Linked DNA regions of Sus scrofa: regions 2 and 3 are each linked to region 1. The links are chromatin contacts, called in public Hi-C and promoter capture Hi-C maps. All regions are on one chromosome and are shown on one strand. Each heading gives the region's core, a stretch centred on a gene start, on an enhancer-like site or on the middle of the called end of the contact. The rest is flanking DNA. Distances are from core to core; before and after follow the strand shown.

What was found. Promoter capture Hi-C pulls out the DNA fragments that hold promoters and counts their contacts. Hi-C and Micro-C count contacts between places; a contact is called where the count stands out from the background.
Region 2: a contact with region 1 is called in a Hi-C map of heart right ventricle, with 1.8 times the contacts expected there. The contact joins the promoter of GSAP here to the promoter of RSBN1L in region 1. A contact is called at or near these places in 1 of 47 Hi-C or Micro-C datasets (heart right ventricle) and 1 of 2 datasets of contacts at active chromatin or transcription factors (alveolar macrophages).
Region 3: a promoter capture Hi-C map of liver shows a contact between it and region 1, with 2.9 times the contacts expected there. The contact joins the promoter of FAM185A here to the promoter of RSBN1L in region 1. A contact is called at or near these places in 1 of 5 promoter capture datasets (liver) and 3 of 47 Hi-C or Micro-C datasets (heart right ventricle and skeletal muscle).

Annotation. Positions count from the first base shown.
Region 1 is chr9:102,433,806-102,438,351 of Sscrofa11.1, forward strand. RSBN1L (round spermatid basic protein 1-like protein) reads right to left here and starts at 1,410. Exons shown (of 8, transcript XM_021102552.1): 1 at 798-1,410. The coding sequence starts at 1,368. LOC102167692 (a long non-coding RNA gene) reads left to right here and starts at 721. Exons shown (of 4, transcript XR_002347076.1): 1 at 721-2,023.
Region 2 is chr9:102,692,835-102,697,012 of Sscrofa11.1, forward strand. GSAP (gamma-secretase-activating protein) reads left to right here and starts at 2,012. Exons shown (of 32, transcript XM_021102559.1): 1 at 2,012-2,203. The coding sequence starts at 2,104. LOC110262246 (a long non-coding RNA gene) reads right to left here and starts at 2,576. Exons shown (of 2, transcript XR_002347079.1): 1 at 2,287-2,576; 2 at 1-1,675.
Region 3 is chr9:102,917,071-102,921,839 of Sscrofa11.1, forward strand. It overlaps FAM185A (protein FAM185A), which reads left to right and starts at 2,876. Exons shown (of 10, transcript XR_002347078.1): 1 at 2,876-3,574. It overlaps CCDC146 (coiled-coil domain-containing protein 146), which reads right to left and starts at 2,688. Exons shown (of 20, transcript XM_021102558.1): 1 at 2,483-2,688.

The DNA of each region.
Region 1 (4,546 bases), core at 160-2,659:
CGTAGTCGTTTCTGAAAAGAACGCTTAAGAATCTCCCTTTCTCTGATGCTAAAACATTTTGCAGTCAAGTTCTTGGTCTGGCCGAAAAACGTCAATACTCCTGATTTTATCATTTGCTTCAGGGGGAAAAAAAAAAAAAAAAAAAAGAATATGGCTGAAAATCCTTTCTCAAGTGGTCCTATTTTAAACAGGACCACTCAAAACACCTAAGAATACGGAGTGGAGAGAAGGGTGGAGGGAGGGTACCTTGTGAAACAGCACACTCCCGGCCCTGCACACTACCTCATTTCCCTAATAGGAATGAAAACCTCAGGCCTCTGGTAGCTTCCAGCTGACGCCAAAGCTCTCCACACCCCTTTTTTTGACAGGATTTTCTGGCTTTGGAGGCTGTGTCACAAATATAAATTCTGTGATCACATCTAAACGGTCTAAAAGTCAAGCATCTTCTACAGGACCAAACCCTTCCCGATCCCGTTCTCTCCCATCTACCTCCGTGGCCAAACACACCTAGGCGGGTCCCCTAGACCGAATTCTACAATTCCTGCAGCGCACTAACTCGGAGGCAGAGACCATACAGAAAATGAGTTTCGGCCATTCGCCTCGCTGAGACCGAAATTACAGGCTCCACTTCCTGTCCCCAAGGGGGCCGCAAAATCGCCTGCGGAGAACGGGACGCCTCCCGCCCCTCCAGGCTGGCGCACGCGGCCCCCGCGCTCCCCCTGCCCGGGCCCCACGGGCGCCAGCTGCTGGCGGGGACCTCGGGCGCCCTCCCCCCACCTCCCGGCACCGGCACCCACCTCGCTGCAGCGGCTTCATCTCCCCGTTCTCCTCGCGGGCAGCCCCGCCGGCCTCGCCCGCCCCTCCGAGGCCGTGCCTCCTCCTTTCCTTCTCTCGCTTTTCCTTGGGTCTGCGCGGCTTGGCGTTGGCCGAGGAGGCGGCGGCCGGCAGCAGGAGATGGTGAGGTTGAGCGTGCAGCAGCGTAGGAGGAACCAGCAGTTTGCGCGGCACGGGCTGAGACGAGGAAGCGGAGGCTGAGGAGGGGACAGCAGTGCCAGAGGAGAAAGAGAAATTGCTCCGAGAGGAGGATGGGGTAGGGACAGCAGACAGAGCGGCGAAGCTCCAAGAACCAGAGCTGCCATAGCTCTGAGGCGAAGGTGTCGCGGGCGACTGCAACAGCCTGCTGTTCCCGCCGCTGCTTCCTTCTCCGTTCAGCCTCCTCGGCGTTTTCTTTTCCTCAGTCCGGATCTTCTTGGCGGACAGAGGACCCGATGGGTCCCGAGGGGGGAGTTGCAGCTTGCCAAAGGGTTCTTTCTCCGAAACGGCGGTAGCGGCGGGGGCGCCGTGCACTGTGCTCGGCGGTTCCGCCATTTTGCGCTCCTGTTGTATTTACTCTCCTTCGCTCCCGGGCGCGGGGCAGGGGCGGGCACTCCGCGAGAGGCGGGAAAGGGGCGGAGCGGCCGGGCTCTCCATTCGGCGAGCCACCCTGAGGGATCTCTCTAAGAACCAATCAAAGGAGCGAGTCTCGAGCCGCAGTGGGGAGTGGGGGGGGATCGCCTTGCGTTCCCTTTTTGGAGTTCATCCGACCGCGGGGCGCGGCTAATGGCCCAGCGAGCAGTGAAGGGAGGGTCTTCCTGCCAGAACTCGGGTGCCCCGCGAGCGTCTGAGAACCCCAATTCCAGATCCCAAAATCTGTCCCGGCCAGGTCGCGGTCGTTTCTGCCTCGACGACTTTGTCGTGTACCACTTTCCCTTCTTTTTTCCCTGAAGTACCTTTGGCCCCTCCTCTGCCTGTTCCCGCTCAGAAGCCGAATTTCTGAGCCAACTCAACTCTGAGGAGAAAAATTTGCCTGAAATTAAATCCTTGCGTCTATCAGGCAATAATCGATTGATGGCAGGAGCTAAAAAGTCACTTGTCTTGAGAAGTAGTGCAGTTTTGCTAAAATCGTCATCTCTAATGCTCTGAGGGAGGTAACTTCCTGAAGACCCAGAACTTTCTTGCGGATTGCTTACTACCAAGCTTGAAGGTAAGACTCTCCTGAAGAATTTTTTTTTAACTATTGCTTTTGGACTCTTAAAAATTTAATTTTATTAGCATTATTGTAGCTCACATCCGCTGAGAAAAATTTATTGGCGGTACCTATAGATGTTTAAAAAGCAAGGATTTTTTAAAGTGTATTTTAGCGTTTCGTTAGCATTCTGTTCAATGTTTTGTAAGCCGTGTGCTTTGTAACTTAGAAGATGAGGAGTTTGAGGAGATGGTTACAGTCATTGCATCCAAAGTGAAGAACAGGATATTTACTCCAAGATCTTCAGGAGATCAAAAAGTCAAAGTAAAAATAGATGAAGTAAAATCAAGAGAAAAATCAAGTAAAATCAAAGTAAAATCACGAGATGTCCAGTTCCTGTGGTGGCTCAGCAGAAATGAATCTGACTAGTATCCATAAGGATGCAGGTTTGATCCCTGGCCTTGCCCAGTGGGTTAAGGATCCACTGTTGCCATTAGCTGTTGATGTAGGTTGCAGACATGGCTTGGATCTGAGGTTGCTCTGGCGTCTTTGATTTGAGCTGGGACATGGGAACCTCCATATGCCACAGGTGCAGCCCTAAAAAGCCAAAAAGCCAAAAAAAAAAAAAAAAAAAGATGACCAGTTGGAGGAGAGTTTGAGTCCTCAAGAGAGCCCTAAATTGCATATAACTTTGTGGAAATCAATTGAAAGTAACTTTTCAGGATTACCAAGTCTGGAGACCTCATGAAGTTTGAAATTTTTTTTTTTATTTTCACTTTGGGGGGTTATGGGAGGTTGGCTTTTTAGATATTTTGGAGTCAAAATTTAATATTGGTTTGTAGACCTTTTTTTAGTTGTCTAGAATTTTTAGAGTAGTGAAAAGCATTTAGTGCACTTCCTTCAATGCATGACAGTGAAAGCAACTGTAAACTTTATAGTTGGATTTGACTGGCAGTAGGTGTCTTCCTGAAAGGTGTCATTGGTAGAAGAATGGATAAAGAGTAGAGGAAGTCATCTGCTACTGACTAGCTTTGTACTCTCAGTAAGGGTGCCCTTTATCTATCAAAACGTTTGTTTTATTTGTTAAGTGAGTAAATTTGATTACATGATCACTGAGATCCCTTCTTTATTTAAGGAGATTTTCAGAGTTCCCTGGTGGCCCGTGGCTTAAGGATCCAGTGATGTCACTGCTGTGGCTCAGGTCACTGCTGTGGTGTGGGTTTCATCCATGGCCTGGGCATTCCCAAGTGCTGGAGGCGCAAGGGTCACAGAGAGCTTTTCAAAAATCACACTGAAATCATTAGAATAAAAATAGCTTCTTAATTGTTAACCCTCCAGATATAGATAAGAGTCTCTTATATACAGTGACATAAAGCCTAGAAATTTACACCATTTATTCCCTCATCTCCCACAAAGAAGTCAGGAAAATCTGAAAGGGCCTAGTTAAAGTGAACTCTCACCTGAATTGGTAACTTGTACTATACCTTTTTATACTGTTATTTGAACTTATCAGTTGAATCCTAACCCTAAATTTGTAGAGCTTGAGCAAGAGTGTGGCTGTGGAGGCTCACAGACCATGTGTCTAGTATTTAAGTTATAAATCAAGATAAAAACTATTATTAAAAATATATTCTACTTGGGGAGTTACTGTTGTGGCTCAGTGGGTTAAGAACCCAACTAGTATCCATGAGGATGTAGGTATGATTCCTGTCCTCGTTAAGTGGGTTAAGGATCCAGCATTTCTGCCAGCTGTGGTGTAGGTTGCAGATGTGGCTTGGATCTGGCTGTGGCTTAGGCTGGCACCTGCAACTCCAGTTTGAGCACTAGCCTGGGAACCTCCATATACCGTGAGTGTGGCCCTAAAAATAATATATATATTATTATCTGTCTCTTTCCCTCGCACGCACTCTCTCTCTCTTTCCCTTGCGTGTGTGTGTGTGTGTGTGTATATATATATATATATATGTATGTGTGTGTATATATATATATATATTCTACTCTACTTCCTTGACAAATCTACCTAAATAATAATCTGGAAGGCCAGGTTTCAATTTAGAATTCTTAAACTTCTAGAGTCCTCAGACTGACCCTATTCTCTTCCCATTCTCACCTTCTTCACCCATCTCACCCAACATGTTCAAGCTTATGTCCACATCCCTGAACATCCTGCAGATAGTGATGTGTAATCACCTGCTCTGTCTGCCCTCAGATCTAACCAATTTAAAAGAGGAGTGCAGGAGTTCCCATCGTGGTGTAGTGGTTAACGAATCCAACTAGGAACCATGAGTTGCAGGTTCGATCCCTGGCCTTGCTCAGTGGGTTAAGGATCCAGCGTTGCCGTGAGCTGTGGTGTAGGTTGCAGATGCGGCTCGGATCCCAGTTGCTGTGGCTCTGGTGTAGGCCGGTGGCTACAGCTCCGATTGGACCCCTAGCCTGGGAACCTCCATATGCTGTGGGAAGCAGCCCTAGAAAAGGCAAATAAATAAATAAATAAATAAATAAATAAATAAATAAAAGAGGAGTGCAGACATGGTCCCTTGA
Region 2 (4,178 bases), core at 762-3,261, 260 kb after region 1:
TTGGAGAAGTGTTTCAAACCTTATGGAGCCTAAAAATCACCAGAGGCTCTGGCTAAAAAGCACACTTCTGTGCCTAGCCCAGATCTAGACCTGAGCCCAGGAGTCTGCATTGTAAAACCGCTTCTCACATGATTGCAATTCATGTAGTTTTCAGACCCTAACTTTGAGAAACTTGTGACAAAGTGTTCCTTAGTCTATTTCTGAATTGACTCATTCTTCAATAACAATCCCGCCCCTTGTAGATGCTCTGTTAGCTGGTGCAGGGGTGTGTGCAAAGGGTCAAGATTCAATTCCTGTCTTGGTACAGTATTTGACTGTCAAATGAGGTGTACTAGCAACACCTCTCTAGGAGTTCCGGGTTAGGGAAGGTTGCTGTGGGCTGAAGCAGTGCGAAGGCTTTGTGGATCCAGATGGGAACAGTTTGGCGATTTTTTTTTTTTTTTTTTTTTAAGAGGGAGGAAGGTGGCGTTACAGGGGTTTTGGAATCAGGCCAACCTGCAGCTAAAGGTCTAGGCAAAAAGGCCAGAAGGGTCAGGTAAAGTATAGAGACTTTATCCTGTGGTGGTCAGCTGCTGCTCAAGGTCTGCCACATGGGGACATGAAGACAGCTTTATTTCAGGGAGAGTAATAACCTGGTTTTGATGTTCACCATGGACTAGATCTGCATCAGAGGTGGGCAAGCAATTCTGATGGTGTGCACTTGGGAATGAAAAGAAACCTGAGTGGCAAGATAAAGAAAACAGTGGGCTTATTTTTAGGGATAGGGATGAGAGGATGCCCAAAATGACAGGTCCACCTGGAAGTAGAGCACTTTTAAAAGACTAAGCACAGAGGGAATTCCCCCCTCCCCGCCTTTTTAACTTAAAAGTTTTTGTTTTTTTTAATTATGGGTGATTTACAATGTTCCTTCAATTTCTGTTGTATGGCAAAGTGACCCAGCCACCCATACATACACATTCGCATTCTTTTTTTTTTTTTTTTTCTTTTTTCATCATGTTGTAGCTTAAGAGACCAGACACAGTTCCCTGGGGTGTACAGTAGGACCCCATCAACCATCCATTCTAATCATAACAGTCTGCATCCACCAACTCCAAACTCCCGGTCAGTCTCCCTCTCTCCCGCACACTCCTTTGGCAAACACAGGTCTGCCCTCCCTTAATTTTTTTTTTTTTTTGTCATTTTCAGGTCCTCTTCCTGGAGATTCCCAGGCTAGGTGTCTAATCGGAGCTGTAGCCGCCGACCTACACCACAGCCCACTGCAACGCCGGATCCTTAACCCCTGAGCAAGGCCAGGGACTGAACCCGCAACCTCATGGTTCCTAGTCGGATTCGTTAACCACTGAGCCACGACGGGAACTCCTGCCCTCCCTGAATCTTTAATGCAGCCTCCTTGAAGCCAGTGTAGGGAACCGTGTAAACAGGCAGAGGCCCTGTTTGTGTTGAGCTGGTTGACCCTTTCCAGCGTCTCCGTATGTCTCTCAGAATCTTGTTCACACACTCCTCGCTGCTACTTACCACCTAAATACCACTAATAAAACACCCTCACCCTGAAATCGGGTCGAATAGGGCCAAGCGGCCGCCTGCTTCAATCCCCGGTGGCAGTGAACTTGAACTTTCTCAGGTGAATCAGCTAGTAATACCTCCGTCTAGCCACTTTGCTGCACAGTGGAATCACCTGGGGATTAAAAAAAAAAAAAAAAAACTCAAAGCAAGTCCCAAAACGCTTAGCGCCCACATGTAACGTGCAGCATAGCTTGGAAACCATCGGTCTAGCGACTTCTCCACGTCTCTTAAAAAACAAATCCTCGGGCCCTCTGGGTCCTCCGCCCTGGGAGTACAAGCGAAGGTTCCGGGCCTCGGTGGCCCTGGTCCCCGCGCCGCAGTCTCCCTCCCTCCCAGCTCGGCGAGGGCAGCCCGTGGTTCGGGTGTGCGGCGCGGGCCGGGCCGGGAGGCGGCGGTGCCGGGGCTTCTCCCGCCCCGACGCGACGGAACCGAAAGCGGCGGGCGGGGGAGAGGAAGGAGGGGCGGACGCGGTGGCGCGCGGAGGGCCGGGAATGTCCGAGGCGCGGGGCCCCAGAGTCGCCCCGAGGCAGCGTCCGGGCGATGGCTCTCCGTCTTGTCGCCGACTTCGATCTCAGGAAGGACGTGCTACCGTGGCTGCGGGCGGCGTCAGCGGCCGCTGCGCCCGGAGGCGGCGGCCCAGGTGCCGGAGGCGCGCGTCTGGGCGGGGTGGGGGGTGGTGGCAGGAGGAGGCGGTCAAGGCTGGGGACTCGGAGTCGTTCGTACCTAGAGGGTTCCGGGCTGGGCCAGGGTGGTGGTCGCCGGCCGGACGGCGGCAGCCTGTGCCCCCTACCAAGGTTGGTGCCGAAGGCGCGAGCTTCCCTCTTTGAATCTGGGCTTTGCCACTGTCACCCGGCCACCGGGGTGAAGATTGGAGGGCAGCCCCCGGGGAGGATCTCGGCCGAGCTGCACTGCTTCTTCTTGCGAGCCCTCCAGCTATGGGCTTACTGGTTGCCCATAGTAAATCATCTTCAGCAGAAAGCCTGGGGACACTAGTGGTACCTTTAGCATCAGGGCAAGGCGTGGAGGAGCTGCTGCCCAGACTCCGCTCCTCCAGCCCCAGGCTGCGGGGAGTTGGGAGGGTGGTTCTCGCTGCTTCATTCACATCTAACCTGCCTGAAAAGATTTATCACCCTGGTGAGGGCTCTACCAAGACTGGGGGCTCCTGGAGCTCTCGAGTCAGGAGAAAGAGAAGATGAATCACGGCCACCAAGAAAATCACCATATGAGTACTTAATAGTTGCACAGTTTGCCCTCACTTTTGTGAGACGTGTTTCTGTGTGAACAGTGTCCATAATTTAGGGGACATGCCACTTCAGAGGTGAAGTGTCAGAGGGTAGGGGACCGATTTCAGTCTGTGAGCAGTGAACTGAGAGCCTGCTCTTTTCCAAAGCCTCAGGCCCATCACCACCATTCCAGAGACCACCTGTGCAGGCCAGCAAGGGGCAAGACACCAAGTGATGCCCAGTTTCTTCAGGATGGATTGGAATGCATTCTGGACAGTTGGGCTTTGGTTTTAGAAATTTTTTAATTTTGATGGAGTGAAAAGTGACTTTTGAGTCTTCTCAGCATTGATCAATCAAAACTTTAAAGAAGGGGAATTCTGTGATTTCCCAGGTTGTTTTTTTAAGAAGGGAAGTTTCCTGTAAATAAGTGTTTCATCTTCAGGGCTTAAGTTCAGGTTCAAAGCACTGATACCCTGGATCCCAGTTGTGCATAGGAGCTAGCCAATTCAGTTTGTCTCTTTGGTTTTCCTTAAACACTGTAGACTGCTGGAGGGCATTTTTGGGGAGGGCTATCAAAATATCCATGTCTACAACTCCTTTCCCCTTAACCCTGGTGAAAGTTTTCTATCCCTACTGTTTATCTTCACATTATCCTATGGCTTTAGCAGGATATTTGTATGGTTCCTTGTCTTGGCATTTTGGTTATTGGTCCCAAATAAGGAGTTGTGTTTGTCTAGCTCAAGGCTTGAGTTTGACTAGTGAGTTTGACTAATGACTAGTGTCATTATTAGTAAAACTTCACTTTGGGAGGAAATTTTTAAAAGTCTCCTGAGCATCTAAAGAATTTTTGAAGGTTTAACTTTTGAAAACACACCAAGGAGCTCTCAGTCTGCTTTCCATCACAAAGTGGTCCTTTCTCTGGACCTCCATCTTAGATAGCTAAGTGGCAGGTTTCTGAAAATGAGAAGTTAGATGAAGTGTGAAATGCCACAGTCTTGTGTTTCAGTAACGTGTGTTGTGATCAAAACGCTGTGTATGAGCTAGTTAGGTTTTGGCTTCCTTGTGTCTTTCACTCATCTGTAAAGAAATATAAACTTGTGGGTTGACATTCCACTAAATACCAGATACTGTTGGGTCTTCAGAAAGTAAACTCACTAGAAATGCCAGCTTTTTCTGATATTGGTAGTATTTTGCTCTTGCAGAGCACCTTGGAAAGATGCTAGCCCTGTTATGCTAAAAGAAATTGCTACTTCTGATAATCACCAGTGAGTGGTAGCTCAAAAAAACCCTCCACAAGTTAATTCTTCTGCTATAATTTGTAGCACTGGCAGGGGAATCTGAGATTCTATTTTATTTCTAGCACAGCTGTTACTCCACACATTTGCACAAATT
Region 3 (4,769 bases), core at 1,626-4,125, 480 kb after region 1:
GTCCTCCAATCTCTTGGGAAGGAAGGAGGACAGAAAATATAGTTAATTGTTGATCATGTCTATATGTTGCAGCTTCCATAAAAATCCCACTGATCTGGAGTTTGGAGAGCTTCCTGGCTGCTGAACACATCAACACCAGAGGGTGACACAGCCACACCAGAGGGTGACACATCCCAACTCCCCAGGGACAGGAGCTCCTGCAGTCCAGACCCTCCCTTGCCTCGTACTCTGCATCTCTTCCATCTGGTAGTTCATCTGTATCCTTTATCAAATCCTTTGGGAAGGTGATAAACTTAAATGTTTTCCTGAGCTCTGTGAGCTCCCCTAGCAAATTAATTGAACCTGGGAAGGTCAGTCGTGGAAATCTCCAATTTGTAGCCAAATTGGATAGAAGTTGTCAGTAATCTGAAGACCTACTAGTGATTGGCATCTGAAGTGGATGGGAGCAGTTTGTTGGAACTGAGCCCTTGATCTGTGGAATCTGACATTAGTATCAAACTTAGTTAAATTCTGGGACATCGAGCTGGTGTCACTTGTTGTGGGGGAAAACCTCCACACATTTGGTGACTGGAAGTGTCAGAAGTGAAGTTACATGAGTAAAGGAGACATATATAGAAAGAAAATTGTGGGGTTTTCCTTATAGTTATGTCAAGGAAGATTTCCCATATCATTGAATAATCTTCAAAATAGAATTTTAAGTTGATGTATAATACTCCAGATGTATACTAATTCATGTAACAACCTCCTATTTTTGGACTTTTAAACTGCTTCAATTCTTTATTGTCATAAGTAACCCTATAAAACAAAATTCCTCGAACTAAGTTTTCATGAATATCCCTAATTTTATGCTTATGTTAAATTCTAAAAAGGACAATTTCCAGGTCATTGATACACATTTATTTAAGGTGCTTTATGCATATTGCTAAACTGAACTCTTTTAATAACTTACACCCTTATCATGTGTATATGTTATGACCACAGGAATGGCTATTTAAAAGCTGAAGGTATAAAAATATCTTACAAGTAAATTCTCTGCATTTTAAACCCAGATGGTCTGAAAAGTAATTTTTCAGTGATTTTCTCTCATGTTATTTTGTATATTTGAAAATAGTAGAGCAATGATTTTGCCACATAAACAGTTATTGTTCAGTTGCCAATTCCACTAACTTGGTTTGTATAAGAAAAGGAAAAATTATCATGGAAACAAAATTATCTATTGGAGTTCCTATTTAATGTAAAAATATTTGGCATGTGTACAACAAATTTGAGTGTATTCTCAACTTTCTTAAACCAATGCCTTTTTCAAAAGTTAGTTCCATGTGTTTTCATTAAAAAGACAGTTTGAAGAGTAGTTTGAATAATGATGACCAAATAAAACACAAAGCTAAGAACTAGTAGTATTCAGTGGGAACTTAATACTAAATAAAGCTAAAAGCTTGCACCTATCGTGAGCCTTCACAAGGTGAAAGGAAGGACTGGGGCAAAAAGGAAAAAGGATAGGATAACTTAAGAAAAACAGTGAATTTTTAAAAAGGTAATGGCTAGCAAAGAACCCTGTGACTTGAGCCCATGAGGACGTTAGCCCATCTCTCTATCACTATAACTCCCAGTAATTCTGGTCATTGCACTTGACCAAGGACTTCAATTTTTAAGGCATTCAGTTTCAGCTGTTGCATTTTACTGAATGTCGCTGTTTGCAGTGTATCTTTGCTGAATAATTTAGGGAATAATTTGTAGGAGGAGGAAGGGGCACAGAGAGAGAGCGATAGATAGAAAGGAGGAAATATATCTTTCCTCATTTTTAAAATTGCCCACCGAATAATAAATGGTAAAGCAGACCTCACAGAGTCATTTAGCACAATCCTTCTTCACCTAAAGCTAAAGAAATAGAGGTAGGTAACAGACAGACAACGGCAGAGCCAGGAAAATAACGAGTTTCGTACTCTTCCCATTGCACTGTGTTGACTCACTCCGTGTCTCTCTCTCTCTCACTCTCGTATATTTTTAGTCCTAAAACTGAGGATCTTTTGTAGTCAAAGAGAACAATGCTGCTGTCAACACCAGTCCTGATCTCTCAGATTTTTCTTGGTAACTTAGCGTATATGCTATAAAATAAAAATACTGTAATTTAGACAACAGTTTGGTAGCCAATGCATCGTGTTCACACCCATTATCTCATTTGATCCCTGCAAAAACCCTTTGAGGCAAGGCAAGGGAGGTATTATTGGCCTCATTTTAAGAACCAGCATTAAAACCCATAGACATTCAATGACTGGCCTAAAATCACTTAGAGTCAGGAAGGGGAAGGAATTCTAATGCTATCCCTACATTTGCTGTAAAATATGGAGTTTCCTCAATAAACACTAATCTGGTCTTTACCCTCTTGCGGAGAGATTCTTCGTACAGGGTACCGCGCACGAGTTCAGTGAGGTCTAGATCTAACCACTCACTGAGGATAATGCTATTTTGATCTTGTTCTCACCTTTAAAAGCGCAGTTTCTTATCACTTCCCTTGGTTTTGATCCTTATTTAAATTCCTATTTTTTTCTGTGGATATGGCCTCCTGGGTCTCACTCCAAAACTCCACCCTCTCCAAAGAAATCGCGTCCTCGGTATCCAAGGAAACCATACAGACTTGCCCATCTTGCGCCTTCTACGCTTTCCATTGGCCAGTTGGATTCTTATGTGGATTTCCCCTCCCCCCCGCCCCCAGTCCCTCCAATGGCTAATGGGCTTGATAGAAAGGGCGCATGCCTTCCCAGTCCTATCTAACACCAGCTCTTACTACGCGCACAGCTCTGCGCATTGCCTCCTGGGACATGTAGTTTATAAGTTGCAGGAGCCCTCCGACGGCTGTCCTCCATTAGAACTACCTATCCCATTGGCCTTTGCGAAAGGGGAGGAGTAGGCGAGGAGTCCCTGGTCACTGTGATACTTAGAACTTTCAAATTACAATTTGCCGCCAAGGCGTGTGCAGCTGAGGTTTAAGTTGCTGAGGGAAGTGGGCGGCCTTGCCCTTGCGTCAGCAGACCCTCTCTAAAGTCTACTTTCTGACTTGAGCAGGCACAGTGGCCGGGTCCACTGGCTACGGAGAGACTGGCCTGTGACAGGTGATCCTAGGGAGCGTGAGTGGGGCGCGCCATGTTCACCCTCCGCTGGGGATGGGGGCTGGGCTGCCTCCGGCTCTGTCAGCTGCGAGCATGGGCCCCCGAGGCCTCAGTGCCCTGGGCATGTGGGGCTTGTCAAGCCCGGATGTACGGCTCAGGTGGGTCCAAGCCCGAGGTCTCTCCGTCTGGCCCCGCGCGCCCGAGTCTGAAAGAGTGGGCGCTGATGGTGAGCCCTTTCGGTCGGCTGCGGGCACGGCTTCCATGCCACCTGGCCGTGAAGCCCCTGGACCCCATCTCCCACCCGGACAACAACCACGTGCTGGTGGCGGTGAGTGGAGTGGAGGGCGCGGCGCAGGCCGTGGCCGGCCTGCAGGTGACATACGACGAGGCGCAGAAGGAGGTGATCATCGTGTCCGACGTCATCGATCCCCAGGCGTCTGTGGAAGTGAGCGCGCCCCTGATGTTTGGCAAGTGAAGTTAAAACCGGTTTGGGTCCCAGGGCACACGTAGCGCTATCTTGAATTAGGCCGACGTGCAGTTTTAATTGGTTTTTTGGATATGACTTTCCAACGTAATTTACAATTTTCCCCTTCGGAAGGGAAGATGCCCTTTTTTTTTTTTTTTCTATTTTGGGAATTAGGTACTCAATTACAGCAATTTTATAAATTGAATGGAAAGATGAATATATAAGTAACATTTGTGGAAGCCCTTATATTCTCCTTTGGCACTTTGTATCTATTTCTGTCACTGCACTTTGTCAATAATGAAGTTTTTTTTCAGGGTTAGATTATCTTGATAATCTATTCTCTGGCAAGCAGTCCACCTGCATTTCCCCTTGCTCACCGTCTGGGGTCTCTGTCTCAGAACAGCCTTGTCTGTATGTTCCATTTAACCCAGACCGAGTGTTTGGTTTCTAACAGGCACTCAGCTTCTTATTGAAAACGTCACCGTTCACTTTGGCCTAAATAAATTTTCTGTTAGTAACAGGCTTTGAAGAAAGAACACATAGTAAGACTGCCTGGGAAACTTGTGTATAGTATGCAGCACTTTTCTAGGAAAATATTCCCAGGCTTACTGCCTTCCTGGAACTGAAGGAAGATTTTGACCATGATCATAATAGCAGCTAACACTTAAGAGAATCTCTTTTAATCCTTACAGTTGCACTATATTTTAGCTGCTGTTATTGTCACAGTTTCAGATAAGTGAATTGAAATACAGCAGGTTTCATATACCAAGTATTTATTGTGGGCCAACAAGTAGAAAAAAAAATCCACGCCTTCATGAAACTTTATTTCTAGTGGGGATACATCAAGGACTATGCCCATTTTCTCTCAGATGTAAAGGGTGGAACTGGGATTTGAAATGACTGGAGTCTGTTCAACCACTGTACCTGAATGCTTCTTAACTTCTTTTTAACTAGCCTGGATAAGAGACCCTGATTTCAAAATGTTTTAGACTGAGGTAAGGAGGAAGATTTGCCAGTATATTATGTGGTACAAAATAGACTGAGTATTGAAATAGAGATAAGTAAAATTTTGTGACAGCTCAGATAAAAATGGAATTACCCAAACATTTTTGTTGATTCTTCTTTTTAGAGCCAGAATCTAATTTCCAGTTTACTCTTTCTTTTTTTTTTTCTTTTTCTTTTTCGGGCTGCACCTT